Regions from separate parts of the Arabidopsis thaliana genome. Here region 2 is linked to region 1. The links are chromatin contacts, called in public capture Hi-C maps. All regions are on one chromosome and are shown on one strand. The core of a region is the stretch at or near the end of the contact, and the rest is flanking DNA. Distances in the headings are between cores, read along the strand shown. Region 1 holds the start of AT2G18070. Region 2 holds the start of AT2G18140 (Peroxidase superfamily protein).

What was found. Capture Hi-C pulls out chosen DNA fragments and counts their contacts.
Region 2: a capture Hi-C map of root shows a contact between it and region 1, with 2.5 times the contacts expected there. The contact joins the promoter of AT2G18140 here to the promoter of AT2G18070 in region 1. A contact is called at or near these places in 15 of 26 Hi-C or Micro-C datasets (callus, cotyledon, leaf and 5 more), 2 of 2 datasets of contacts at active chromatin or transcription factors (seedling and shoot) and 2 of 3 other capture datasets (root and seedling).

The regions. Positions count from the first base shown.
Region 1 is chr2:7,849,374-7,856,125 of TAIR10.1, reverse strand. AT2G18070 reads right to left here and starts at 3,597. Exons shown (of 4, transcript NM_127363.4): 1 at 3,287-3,597; 2 at 2,881-2,915; 3 at 2,634-2,699; 4 at 2,460-2,518. The coding sequence starts at 3,597. The coding sequence ends at 2,460. VND1 (vascular related NAC-domain protein 1) reads left to right here and starts at 4,573. Exons shown (of 4, transcript NM_001335579.1): 1 at 4,573-4,708; 2 at 5,818-5,988; 3 at 6,068-6,339. The coding sequence starts at 5,823.
Region 2 is chr2:7,886,169-7,892,920 of TAIR10.1, reverse strand. It overlaps AT2G18140 (Peroxidase superfamily protein), which reads left to right and starts at 4,043. Exons shown (of 4, transcript NM_127371.1): 1 at 4,043-4,282; 2 at 4,377-4,568; 3 at 4,647-4,812; 4 at 4,922-5,337. The coding sequence starts at 4,043. The coding sequence ends at 5,337. It overlaps AT2G18150 (Peroxidase superfamily protein), which reads left to right. Exons shown (of 4, transcript NM_127372.4): 3 at 1-109; 4 at 208-887. The coding sequence ends at 623.

The DNA.
Region 1 (6,752 bases), core at 2,348-4,847:
CATGTTGACACCCCTAATGACATCCCTAAAAATAATTTTGGGTCCGCCACTGTTTATGCTTAAATGACTTTTGTTGTGCATGTTCAAAGTTTCAGTTTCAATAAATTTTGTTAATTATAAATTTATAATGCTTGTTGTTTGGTATGATCCATCGATGACATGCTAAACTTTTTCATATCCCACTCAGTTATCATATATCATGATTAATAATCGTCTATTTGACCTATTCAAAGTTTACAATCTAAATGTTGCAGTTTAAATTTTGAATTTGGAAGCCCGTAAGGTTAAATAAAAAAAATTAAAACCATACTCAAACCGCCACCATGAAGCCTTATTGGATCTAAATTTGCTTGATAGGCCCAACATTGTATAAGAGATTTGGCCACATTTCAAGGTTTTAAAATTCTAAGAAAACTAGGATTTGCATTTTGCCATCAATGAGAAAAATTACAGATTAAAAAGGGAAAAAGGCTACCCTAGCTACCAGGCAGGAGACAATGCTCATGATTTGTATTTTCATACATTTTAATTATTTTGATATCCTAAGTTTTATTAATTTTATGAGTTCATGTGTCCATAAAGAGATATGGACATCAAGTTGCTTGGTTCCCAATACATTCTGATTAAGTTCTGTATAAAAAGATGCAAGTATCATTCCACTTCCACATATATATTTTATATTATTACGTATATGTACAATAATTAAAGCAGTTAATGTAATTTTTTTTTTTTTTTGCATGAAAATTTTTTAGTTACATAGTACTATCTCCGTTTAAAATTAGGAAGCTTTGATTGCTGACATTCAGGCAGTGAGGCAATGATTATGTTTGGTTTATATAGTTCGATACCTATTATCGGGTTTAAATGAAACATCGGTTGGAAGTTTAAAAGGCGCTAATCACAATGCTTTATATATGAAAACCCATTTGGTTTATTTGACTTAATGCAAAGAGGGATGTACATAATGTTTGTTAATTATAAATCTATAATGCTTGATGTTGGAACTGTTTATGAACCATCGATGACATGCTAAACTTTTTCATATCCCACTCACTTATCATATATCATGATTAATAATCGTCTATCTTTCTCTTCACGATTTCATTTTTTTATTGATTATTTTAATCACCTACAAGTTAATGAAATATGCTAACCGTGTGCGTGTGTTGTAATTGATTACTATAGTAGCAAGACAACAAGCCCTGGATCTTTAAAACTTATTGAACAGAGAAAGAAATATCGAGATATAGTTAAATTATTAATGACAAGAAATACCGAAAATACATGAAACCTAAATAAATAAATAAACACTTTGGCCTTTCATTTAAGGCAAGAAAATTTCAAAAATAAAACTTTCAGTTTATTTGTTAGAGTTCACACACGTTCAAAAATAGAAATTTTCAAAAAGTTCGTTTTCATTCCTAATTATGGCTTGTAACTATTAAGTATTAACCATACCGAACTTATCTTAAAATTCGGAGATAGAAGCTCTATACACATAGCTATGTCAAGTGTTTTGTTGCATATCCCAAGTCCCAACACTATATCAAGTTTCCAAGACGGGTTGCTCTAAGTTAGTAAAACTCACTTAATCATTTCTAATGGCTAACTTTTCATATACCAAGCGAGTTAAGCTTCAATATAGTTTAGTAGTTATAATTTACGCATTCTTTGATTTATTGTTGTTGAAATTCTTTGATGTTTTTTGTTTGTAAACTATGTTTTTCCCTGCTTTGTTTAAATCTTGCGATAAACATTTGATTACACTTTTAAAGCCCTATGAGAAATATATATAAATATAAATTGAAAATTATTAAATATTAATCTTCAATGATTAATGAGTTTGGAGGAAGGTCTTTGTCATGAAGGTTTAGGCGGGTCCAACTCAAAGATCTTCTTTTGCCGGTTACGCTAAATTCATTTATGAAAAGTGTTTTATTTTTTCAAAATTGAATGTAAAAAGCTTTAACTTTAATGGGGTATATTGGATCAGTAATTTGATTTTTTTTTTTCTTTTTAGATCATTTTCTTTATTGAATTGATTTTTTTTTAAATGTATTAAATTCTGCCTCATTGAATCTAGGGTTTGTTAAAATTATTTCAAATCTAAAATTATTTGATCACAAAAAAGGTTCTAAAATTTTACATAAATTGAAAATTGAGAATTTTGCGATGAAGTTATTATACACTTAACAATTTCAAATGATTTAAGAGACAATTTAAATTAGTTCAAATGAGTGGGTAGGAATTTACACCCAATGATGATATTTCAAACAGTTTTAAAAATTGAACAAGTCAATTTTGTCCTCTCATTCCATTTTCATTCATTAATCAGTTCGGAATCCTAAAAACAAAAATATTGAACAACTGCAGCCGTGGTTCCTACGGTAGCTTGACTGAGGGTTCCTTCCAACTAGTGGTAACAAGTTACGCGCCCATGAATACAAGTCTACAGATAATCACCTTGGGAGGCCTGTCCACATTTTATAGTTCAATAACATTTCATAACACACTTGTCCTAGTTCACATAAGGGATCACACAAACCTGAGCGGTCATCCAAACTATAAGCGGAAGCTTGTTTTGTCCTTGATTAATATAATAGCCAAAGCATTAGGTTTAGGGATCATGATACTTACGTTCTCCCTCAGTGTCGGTAATACAATAGCCAAAGCATTAGGTCTTGTACGCAGTACCATTCCTAATGCAATCAAACTTTCCAACTGATAGTAAAAGAAAAAATACAACATAATTATGGAGTTAGCTTTGCCAAATAAAAAGTAATAAAAATAATGGAGTTAGTCAGTTAGCTAACAAAAGACATATAGGTAAAAATGCTGCCTAGCAAAAACATAGATCATGAATTTGAATTCCAAAATTACCGGATCCTCTCAACCTTTGGCACCTCATTGTTGTGCTGCCAATTGAGTGAAAATACGATTACACGAAATTAAACAATAGTGTCATAATTGGAAGTTGGTCGTCGAACCAATGGACTGATGTTTTGTAGACAAGTTCAGGAATATGAGATAAAGGAACATCGATCAGCTTTCGCAAAGGAGACTCTTTGAACAACTTCAGCCATGGAAATTGTACTCCGGAAATCGCTCTCCCAAAGTTATCGAGAAATCGCAATAGTTGAACCTCCAACTCAAACGCATATTTTTTCTATAACCAAACAGAACAAACAAAATATGATAGTTTTTATTTAGCAAAAAAAAATGAATTTTGATTTATGGATTATCCATCTAGATGAGAGTTACACATCGCATGCATCGACTGACTTACCGATCATTTCGAGGAGGTAAGCCGCAAGATCTGAAGGATCGATAGACACTATAGGCTTCATCTCTTTCTTTGGGTTTTGACTTTTTACTTTCCTTCGCCTTCAGATTTTCATTCCTCACCTCCACATTAGCATTTTTCTCCTCAAATGAACGGAAAACGTCCTCACCGGTAGGTTGGTTTCCACTGGCCGCCTGATCCGCTGGTTTTCGCTTCCGAATGCTCTTCGAGGACACGACTTTCTTCCATCCATGGTCGTCGACGTGGGAGTTACATTTAGAAGTCTCACATACATTGTACTCGATCGGTTCCATTACCTTTTCTAAAGTCTCTCACTTTTTTCGTTGTTTTTTGATATTTGTTATCACTCTCTCTAGCCTCTAGCATACTTAAACCAAAGTGGACGACGTGATTTTATCGAAGGAAGAAGGGTTTTTCATAACTTTGTGACATAAACGTTATTAGGGTTATTCTTTATCTTTTTATTATTAGATTTGAATATTTTTGCTTGTAACCACTTATTTCATTAAAATCTGCATCTTTTAACATTTATCTTTTTCAGATAATTATAAAAAAAAATTCAAGAAAGTTATTTAAAATTAAATCCCTTTGACATAATTACAAGAAAGTTAAACTAGACCATATGTTTTAAAATTGAATACCTTTCACATAATTACCTTTAAACTACATAATTAGAAAAAAAGTTTTTAGCTTATTTGTCAATCAAAGATCATTTAAAAGCGGTTTGCCAAAAAAAAAAAAAAAAAAAAAAAAAAAAAAAAAGATCATTTAAAAGCTACATAAGCCCACACCATCTACAAATACAAACTATGATTAATGAAAAACTTATACAATACCTTATTCTTGTAAATATATTTTAAATCTTTACCAAATCACAATAATTCTATTTGCACACCGCGAAAATATCTGAAAGGCTTGCTTCCATTAATCGGTAATAATTAATAATTTTTAAAAGTCGAATCCCATATTTAGTGTAGAAATATTGTTATTATTATTTTTGAATACTGTGAGAATTTTAGATTAATTCATAAATATTTACAGCTAGCGTGTGTAACAAAAACAATAAAATTGAGAGTGAATAAATATATAAAACCGGGAAAGATTAAAAACAATAAAAGCCAAGAGGAGAGTGACGTGAATGAATGAATGGGGACATGGTACTGAAGGCCACGCGCAATGGAACGGTCCACACTCTCTCCTCCTCACCTTTATATTCACCAAATGGGATCGTCTTTCTCATTAATTCGTCTTCTTTCTTCTTCTTCCTCTCTTCACCACTTCTCTCTTCTTTCTAATTAAGTTGTTCTCACCAGTCACCACCATTGATCTTCCTAGGTTTTCTTTTTGTTTCCGTCACATACTCGATCAATTATAATTATATATTCGGCTGCGAAGATTTACAAGGTAAACTTAATATATCAACAAAGGGATTTCAAGCACATATTAGTATAATACTTACTTATACGTATGTGTGTGCTATTTTTTCTTTTTGTTACGTATGTGTGTTCTCTGGACTTCGAGTATGGATCATTTGTAACTTTTGAGCATCACTAATTTCTCTTTTTTGATCATGTTTTTAAAAAAAATATATATTTTTGCTGGTTAATATATGTATGTAGCTTTTCCTACATATTGAGATCAAACGTTAAATCGATTCTGGATTCATCTTTGAAAAATGTTTAAAGATCAGGAACGTCAAAATCAGTGTAAATCTTCTGTCGTTATGTCATAACAAAGAAATTAAACATGGGGTTTTATGAATCTCTAGGTTTGCATCGTCCCCTATATAGATATATTTTTTGGATGAACAAGCTTTTTTTGTTTGTATACTGCTAGGGTTATCCTAGCCTTTAGTATATTTATGATTATAATAAATTGATTTCAATTTAAAAAAAAAGAAAAAAAAAGAGTTTTGAGAAGAACGCCGTTCTTGATGATCATTGCCGCCATTTACTAACATTAATGTACAACAGAACAGCATCATTATAACTCCCCATGTCCGTTTGTTATGATCGCATCTCATCTTGATTTCTTCAACTCAAAACCTAAATTTCATACATGTAAATATCATTTTACGTATGTATGCATGTATATAAATTAATAAAAATATGTAACTTATTGATCATAATTATGCATGTTATGAGAGAGTTTAAATGGTGAGCAAGTGGGAATTCACCACGAAATGAGTTTTATATATGCTTATATCTCATAACATTTTGTCAACTATCTCTCGAGTACTTTATAAATGATTTTGTTAGATAGCACTCTATGAATGATAATTATATATTTTTCTTCTTATTCTTCTTATTTGTCTTCACAAAATTTAGCTTATGTTTTTCATTATAGCTCTAATATGTCGCCTTCCACTATCCCATGTTATCATTTGAGATCTTCTGAAATCATATGTTGTGATCTCAAAAATTATATATAAGTATAGACGAAAATAAGAGAATATTTCCGTACATGTATATTTATATTATTGTTCATTTTGGTGTTTCATTTTGTTGGTGTAGAAATAATGGAGCCAATGGAATCTTGTAGCGTTCCTCCAGGATTTAGGTTCCATCCGACGGACGAAGAGCTTGTCGGGTACTATCTAAGGAAGAAAATCGCATCGCAAAAGATTGATCTCGACGTCATCAGAGACATCGATCTCTACAGAATAGAACCATGGGATCTACAAGGTTACTTACCGAACACCGTGAGATATTTTACTTTGGTTAAGGTTTTATTGATTATCACCTTAAATTTTAAATGTTACAGAACAATGTCGAATCGGTTATGAGGAACAAAATGAATGGTATTTTTTTAGTCACAAGGACAAGAAATATCCAACGGGGACAAGAACTAATAGAGCGACCATGGCTGGATTTTGGAAAGCCACGGGAAGAGACAAAGCTGTTTACGACAAAACAAAACTAATTGGTATGAGGAAAACACTTGTGTTCTACAAAGGACGTGCACCTAATGGCAAGAAATCCGATTGGATCATGCATGAGTACCGGCTCGAGTCAGATGAGAATGCACCGCCCCAGGTACTTGTGTTTCTACTTTGGTGGGGACAAAACATTTTTGTTTTAATTAGGGCTTCTTGTCTCTTGGGCTCTTTCGTGAGGCACATGCTAACTTTTAGGTGAAAGTCCATTAATACTTATATTCAATCAGAAAAAAGAAAGTAAAAGTCTCTCCTAAACTAGTATCAAATTTCAGTCTCACGTCAATTTTTATTATAAATATTTTGACCATTGCAGAATTTTACAGTTTTCCACTAACCAAAAACAGAAAAGTTCAATCACATTTCCTTTTGAAGTAGTAAACATGTAAACTTTTGTCTCGTTTATAACAATTATAAATTATTTAATCCCTTTTGTAGTAATCTTTCGCATATATATTTGTACGCTAGCAATTTCCTCTATAGAAAATGATCTATATATGTTTGTAGTATATA
Region 2 (6,752 bases), core at 2,794-5,293, 36 kb before region 1:
TTGAGTGGATCAAACAACAACATTCCTGCACCCAACAACACTTTCAACACAATTGTCACGAGATTTAACAACCAAGGTCTCGATCTCACCGACGTTGTTGCTCTCTCCGGTAAGCTTACTTAACACACAAGGAAGAAATTTACTTGCTTCTAAAGCTAAGTTGAACCTTAATAACGGGTTTATCATAATTTGACCTCAATTTTTCAGGGAGCCACACCATTGGATTTTCAAGATGCACTAGTTTCAGACAGAGACTGTACAACCAATCCGGAAACGGAAGTCCCGACAGAACCTTAGAGCAATCCTACGCTGCTAACTTGCGCCAAAGGTGCCCTAGATCGGGTGGGGACCAGAACCTGTCAGAGCTTGACATCAACAGCGCTGGAAGATTTGATAACAGCTACTTCAAGAACTTGATCGAGAACATGGGACTGTTGAATTCCGACGAGGTCTTGTTCTCTAGCAATGAGCAATCAAGAGAGCTCGTCAAGAAGTATGCAGAGGATCAAGAAGAGTTCTTCGAGCAGTTCGCGGAGTCGATGATCAAGATGGGGAATATCTCTCCCTTGACAGGTTCGAGTGGTGAGATCAGAAAGAATTGCAGGAAAATTAATAACTCTTGATTTCCTAGTATCGGATGGGAGAAATAGAAATGTGACATGTTTTGGAGGAAGGAATTTATGTTTATGTTTTTTTTTATATTGTATGAGTCTGTATTTCTTTGTGTCAAGAATTTGAATTTTGTAAGTTTAAATGATTGAAACTATCTATAATTAAAATGTTATTACAGTTACGTTTGTTTAAGGCCTTATGGAAACTCTATAGGTCATGAAAGTCGACCAGAAATAACGAGATATGAAAACAAAATAAAATAACATCATGGAAAATCTTAAAAAATGTAGTGTCTAAATATTTGATATCCTAACTATAATCTTTTAAAATAATTAGGTTTGAAGGAAATTGGCCGAACATATTCTCACCTTCTTTTTTGCATTTTTCTTTTCTAAATATGTCGACGAAATTTTGAAAAAAAAAAATATGCATCTCGACGAATTCATTGTCCAGTTGTATATGTGAGTGAATAAGGCATATGTTTATCTATTAGTTTTATCCTTTTCCTCTTTGAATCCTATTATAGAAATCCAAAGTTGGTCTGTGTCTACACGATTTCAATGATGACATATAGGGGCATGCTTGCTTCTCCACATTTAGTTATTCCATGCATATATTATACACGATGTGATGTATTTTTGAAGATATTCCATGCATCGTTCAAGTTATAAATAATATATATATATGACTGATCGAGAAAACAAAAAATCGTTTGTAATATGTTAGCTTAACATAGCCATGACTTAATCTACTGTTTAGTAAATATGTTAAGCTTTAAAATTTTCATAGTAGAATACTTGTGGTTGTACTTGCCTAGTAGCAAACACGATGTTTTAAACGCCAAAATTCTATGTACCGTACAAGGCATAGTTCACAGTATATTTCTCTACATATATTTTAAGATCTTTTGTTGTGTCGATTTTGGTTATAGAACATGTCAAAACTCATATTTGTGGCTAAGCCTATAGGTTCAATTACTTATATGTTGGAGTGCGAATATGTTAACTACACAGAATTTGTTAAAGGAGATAGCTTTTATGTACATCTTAGGGACCTAGTTTAGAATTCATTCACTACAAAAGGCCGCAAATTGCTATAGGACATTCACTATTCTTCTCTAGAATTACAATGAATGTTATTGAAATAGTAACAACCTCCCACAACCAAACTACCAATCTTGCATCATTTTTGGTGGAGCGACGCCACACCTTGTGTACATCTCTCGAGAATACATTTAAGCTTGTAAGTCTTCATGAAACAGTTTTTTGAAATTTATAAAAATTGCTCAACCCTAAACCTTACAATTGACAATTTTCTTATTCCACACCAATTGGAATTTCCTATTCTACTAAAAATAAATATTGACAAATTTCTTTTTTGTTTATGGACAAGAAAACTTTGTCTTCACATTCTCATCTTGAATATACTATTCAAGATGTATATCCAACTCAACAGACGCATCTTCTCTTGTCTAAATCGGCCCTAAACTTCTGAAGAAACCAAATTTAGATTAGAAATTTGTCTACGAATGAATTATCAAATTATAGAAAAGAACATACGAATGATTTCAATCATCTACTACAATTTTAGTATTAATTAATCATAAAATAATCACTAAAATTACTTACTTTAGATATATGTCGCTGAGTGCCTTAAAATTGAGAAGAAACCAACAAAGAAAATAATTTATAAAATTTAGTTAACGAATGAAAAAAGTAGGTCAATGTACTCAATGATGCCTCTTCTTTCCGTCGGTTATTATTTTTGTCTTAGGACTGAGACATATTTTTTATGAGCTTTTCTGTTTAATTGTTTTGGGCTGAAATATTATTTTCGTTTTAATTGAGTTGGGTTGGACATTAGGATAGGGCAATTCATTTTCTATTCTAATGGCCCAAAATATATAATCAGTAAATGAATTCAATGTGTAATTTTGTTTTTCCTGAAAAAGAATGTCGGACACGTGCCCAACCCCCTCTAGACGTGGGTCCGCCCCTACTTGCAACTTAACAACTTTTAATGCTCATAATGTAATCAGTAAACATTGGTAAATTTAAACAGGAAAAATATACTAAAAAGAATCCATATATTTTTTATTGGACGTTTAGTACGCCAAATATTTTAGTTGGAAAAAATATCCCATTTAAAATATATATAATTAAAAAAATTCATCTTTGAATTATGGATAGATTTGAGCCTACGACTTAATAGCCATTAACAGGCATTACAAAATCACTGAACGATGTTAAATGTTTACTTCATGTGTTGATATATATATATATATATATATATATATAATCTTTATTCAAAATTTACAAATGTATTAGCGTTGTCTGGTGGTAATAAATGGATTATTTAAACCTTTTAATCACCATCTATTTGTTACAAAGTTTATTTTAATCTTTTTAATCACTACTACTTCTAACTTTTGGTTCTATTTTTGCTCTTTCAAACAAAAAAATTAGTTTTAACCGTAAAAAGTTAAAAACATATATCTTTTTCCGACCAAACAATTTTTTATTTTTTTTTGAATATTTGAAGGTTCTGGGACAAAGCCCGTAATCCTACCAGACCTGAAATCATAACATATAATATTAGTTTCGTTCCAAACGTCACTCGAACCAACGATATCTAAACTTTGCATCGAATATTAATTGAGCTAATAACACTTGGTCAAACAACTTTATAAAAACCATTAAACCAGCAATGTAACCGAAATGACGGTAAAATAGTCAAACAACTCGTGCAACTTTGCGACATTTGGATACCAAACCCCAAGATTTAGTCCTTTTGAATTCAAGCCATTTTTTCAATAACAATTCTTCAAAATACCACACTTTTAAATTTTGTTGTCAGGAATACTACTATTAATTTAATGTTCCAAAAATACTATCAAAATATTTTGTTTTTCAAAAATATCACAACATCAAAAATTGATGTTCAAAGATTCAAAATATTGTTTTTAGGTTTGGGTTACCTATTTTAGATTTAGAGTATTTTTTTTAAGGGTTAAAATTTTGTGTTTATAGTTTAAGGGCCTTAGTTTTGAATACTGAAAGTTTAATTTAGTTTTGTGGTATCTTTGGAAAACTAAAATGTAATTGATATTTTTATAATTATTAAACTCTCTAAATATTAAACTAATAGTGGTAATTTTAAAAACCAAAATTTAAATCCACGATCTCTCTGTATTTTTAAAAATTATTGTCATTTTTAATTTATATCTTCTTAATTGATTAATTCCAATCAAGGTACCAAGTCTATTGCCTTTGTTTGTTCCTCTTCATGACGCCAAACTCTCTGTATATAAATTGATTTATATCTACTTAATTGATTAATTCCAATCAAGGTACCAAGTCGATTCTTCTTCTCTTATCATCACAAAGTCATCTCCTTTCTTATTTCTTGATCTAGCTAGCGACAATTGAAAATGGCAAGAATCGGGAGCTTTCTCATTCTTCTGTCTCTCACTTACGCTCTTACTCTCTGCATCTGTGACAACGCGAGTAACTTTGGCGGCAACAAAAGGAACCTCTTCCCAGATTTCTACAGGAGCTCGTGCCCTAGAGCGGAGGAGATCGTGAGGTCCGTTGTAGCCAAGGCATTTGAAAGGGAGACTCGTATGGCTGCTTCTCTCATGAGGCTCCATTTCCACGATTGTTTCGTTCAGGTACTAGAGAGTCATTTTTAGAACTTGCTCAACAAGCTAATTACTAATGCTGAGAATCATCATTAATCTTATCTATTTAAATGAAAATGTGTAGGGTTGTGATGGATCGTTGCTTCTAGACACCAGTGGGAGTATAGTTACTGAGAAGAACTCTAACCCTAACAGCAGATCGGCTCGCGGGTTTGAAGTTGTTGACGAGATCAAGGCAGCATTAGAGAATGAATGCCCTAACACTGTCTCTTGTGCTGACGCCTTAACTCTAGCTGCTAGAGACTCCTCTGTTCTTGTAAGTCGCTTTCTTTCTCTTGCTCTCTCTTTTACTTCTTTGAGTTGTCAAGATTCAATTTCGTTTGGTTTTGTGTAGACAGGTGGGCCAAGCTGGACGGTTCCTTTGGGAAGAAGAGATTCGGCAACTGCAAGCCGGGCTAAACCAAACAAAGACCTTCCTGAACCCGACAACTTGTTCGACACAATTTTCTTGAGATTTAGCAATGAAGGTCTCAATCTGACTGACCTCGTTGCTCTATCCGGTAAGCTTACTTCACACACAAGGAAGATTTTGACTTTACTTGCTTTGGAAGCTAACGTTAAACCTTACAAAATGGTCGTGTCATACGTTCTGACCGAAAAAAATTTCAGGGAGCCACACCATTGGATTCTCAAGATGCACTAGTTTCAGACAGAGACTTTACAATCAATCCGGAAGCGGAAGTCCCGACACAACCTTAGAGAAATCCTACGCTGCTATCTTGCGCCAAAGGTGCCCTAGATCGGGTGGGGACCAGAACCTTTCCGAGCTTGACATCAACAGTGCTGGAAGATTTGATAACAGCTACTTTAAGAACTTGATTGAGAACATGGGACTGTTGAATTCCGACCAAGTCTTGTTCTCTAGCAACGAACAATCGAGAGAGCTCGTGAAGAAGTATGCAGAGGATCAAGAAGAGTTCTTCGAGCAATTCGCGGAATCGATGATCAAGATGGGGAAGATCTCTCCCTTGACAGGTTCGAGTGGTGAGATCAGAAAGAAATGCAGGAAAATTAATAACTCCTGATAACGTAATATTGAATGGGCGAAATAGAAATGAGACTTATTTTGGTCTTTTGGAAGAATGATGATAACTTATGTTTGTGGTTTTTTTTTCTTGTTTCTTTAAGTTAAGAATTTGAAGTTGTGAGTTCAAAAATGATTAAAACTCTATATACTTAAAAGGTTATTGCTATAATTACGTTTGTTAAACACCTAATAAAAATTCTATAGATCATTAATTAGACTAGCGTAAAATGGTCATGAAAACTGAATAGAAGAAATATAAGTACTAGCCTAAAAATATAAGAAATTAAACTAGGGCAAAAATTTATGTTTGATATTTATTTCTTATTTTGTATGAGTCTGTAATTCCTTATGTCAAGAATTTGAAATTGTGAGTTCAAAATGATTAAAACTCTATATACTTAAAAGTTTATTTCTATGATTACGCTTGTTAAAGGTCCAATGAAAACTCTATAGGCCATTAATTAGACTAGCGCAAATGGTCATGAAATCTGAATAGAAGAAATATAAGGACTAGCGCAAAAATATAAGAAATTAAAGTAGCGCAAAAATTTATGGTTGTGTTTTTTTTTTCTTATTTTGTATGAATCTATATTTCTTTATGTCAATAATTTGAATTTTTGAATTCAAAAATGATTAAAACTCTATATACTTAAAAGGTTATTTCTTTAATTACGTTTGTTAAAAATCCAATGAAAACTCTATATGCCATTAATTAGACTAGCGGAAAATAGTCATGAAATCTGAATAGAATAAATATAAAGACTAGCGCAAAAATATAAGAAATTAGACTAGCACACACATTTTTATGTTTTTTTTTTTTTTTTTTCATATTTTGTATGAATCTGTATTTCCTTATGTCAAGAATTTGAATTTGCAAGTTCAAAAATGATTAAAACTCTAAATACTTAAAAAGTTACTTCTATATTTACGTTTGTTAAATGCCCAATGAAAACTCTATAGGCCATTAATTAGACTAGCGCAAAATGGTCATAAAACAGTATAGAAAAACTATAAGGACTAGCGCAAAAATATAAGAAATTAGACTAGCGCAAACATTTGTTTTGTGTTTTTTTTTCTAGTTTTGTATGAGTCTATGTGTTTCCTGATGTGAAGAATTTGAATTTGCGAGTTCAAAAGTGATTAAATCTCTATATATTTAAAAGGTTATTTCTATAATTACGTTTGTTAAAGACCCAATGAAAACTCTATAGGCCATTAATTAGATTTGCGCAAAATTGTCATGAAAACTGAATAGAAGAAATATAAGAACTAGCGCAAAAATATAAGAAATTATACTAGGGCAAAAATTTATGTTTCTGGGTTTTTTCTTATTTTGTTTGAGTCTGTATTTTCTTATGTCAAAAATTTGAAGTTGTGAGTTTAAAAAATGATTAAAACTCTATATACTTAAAA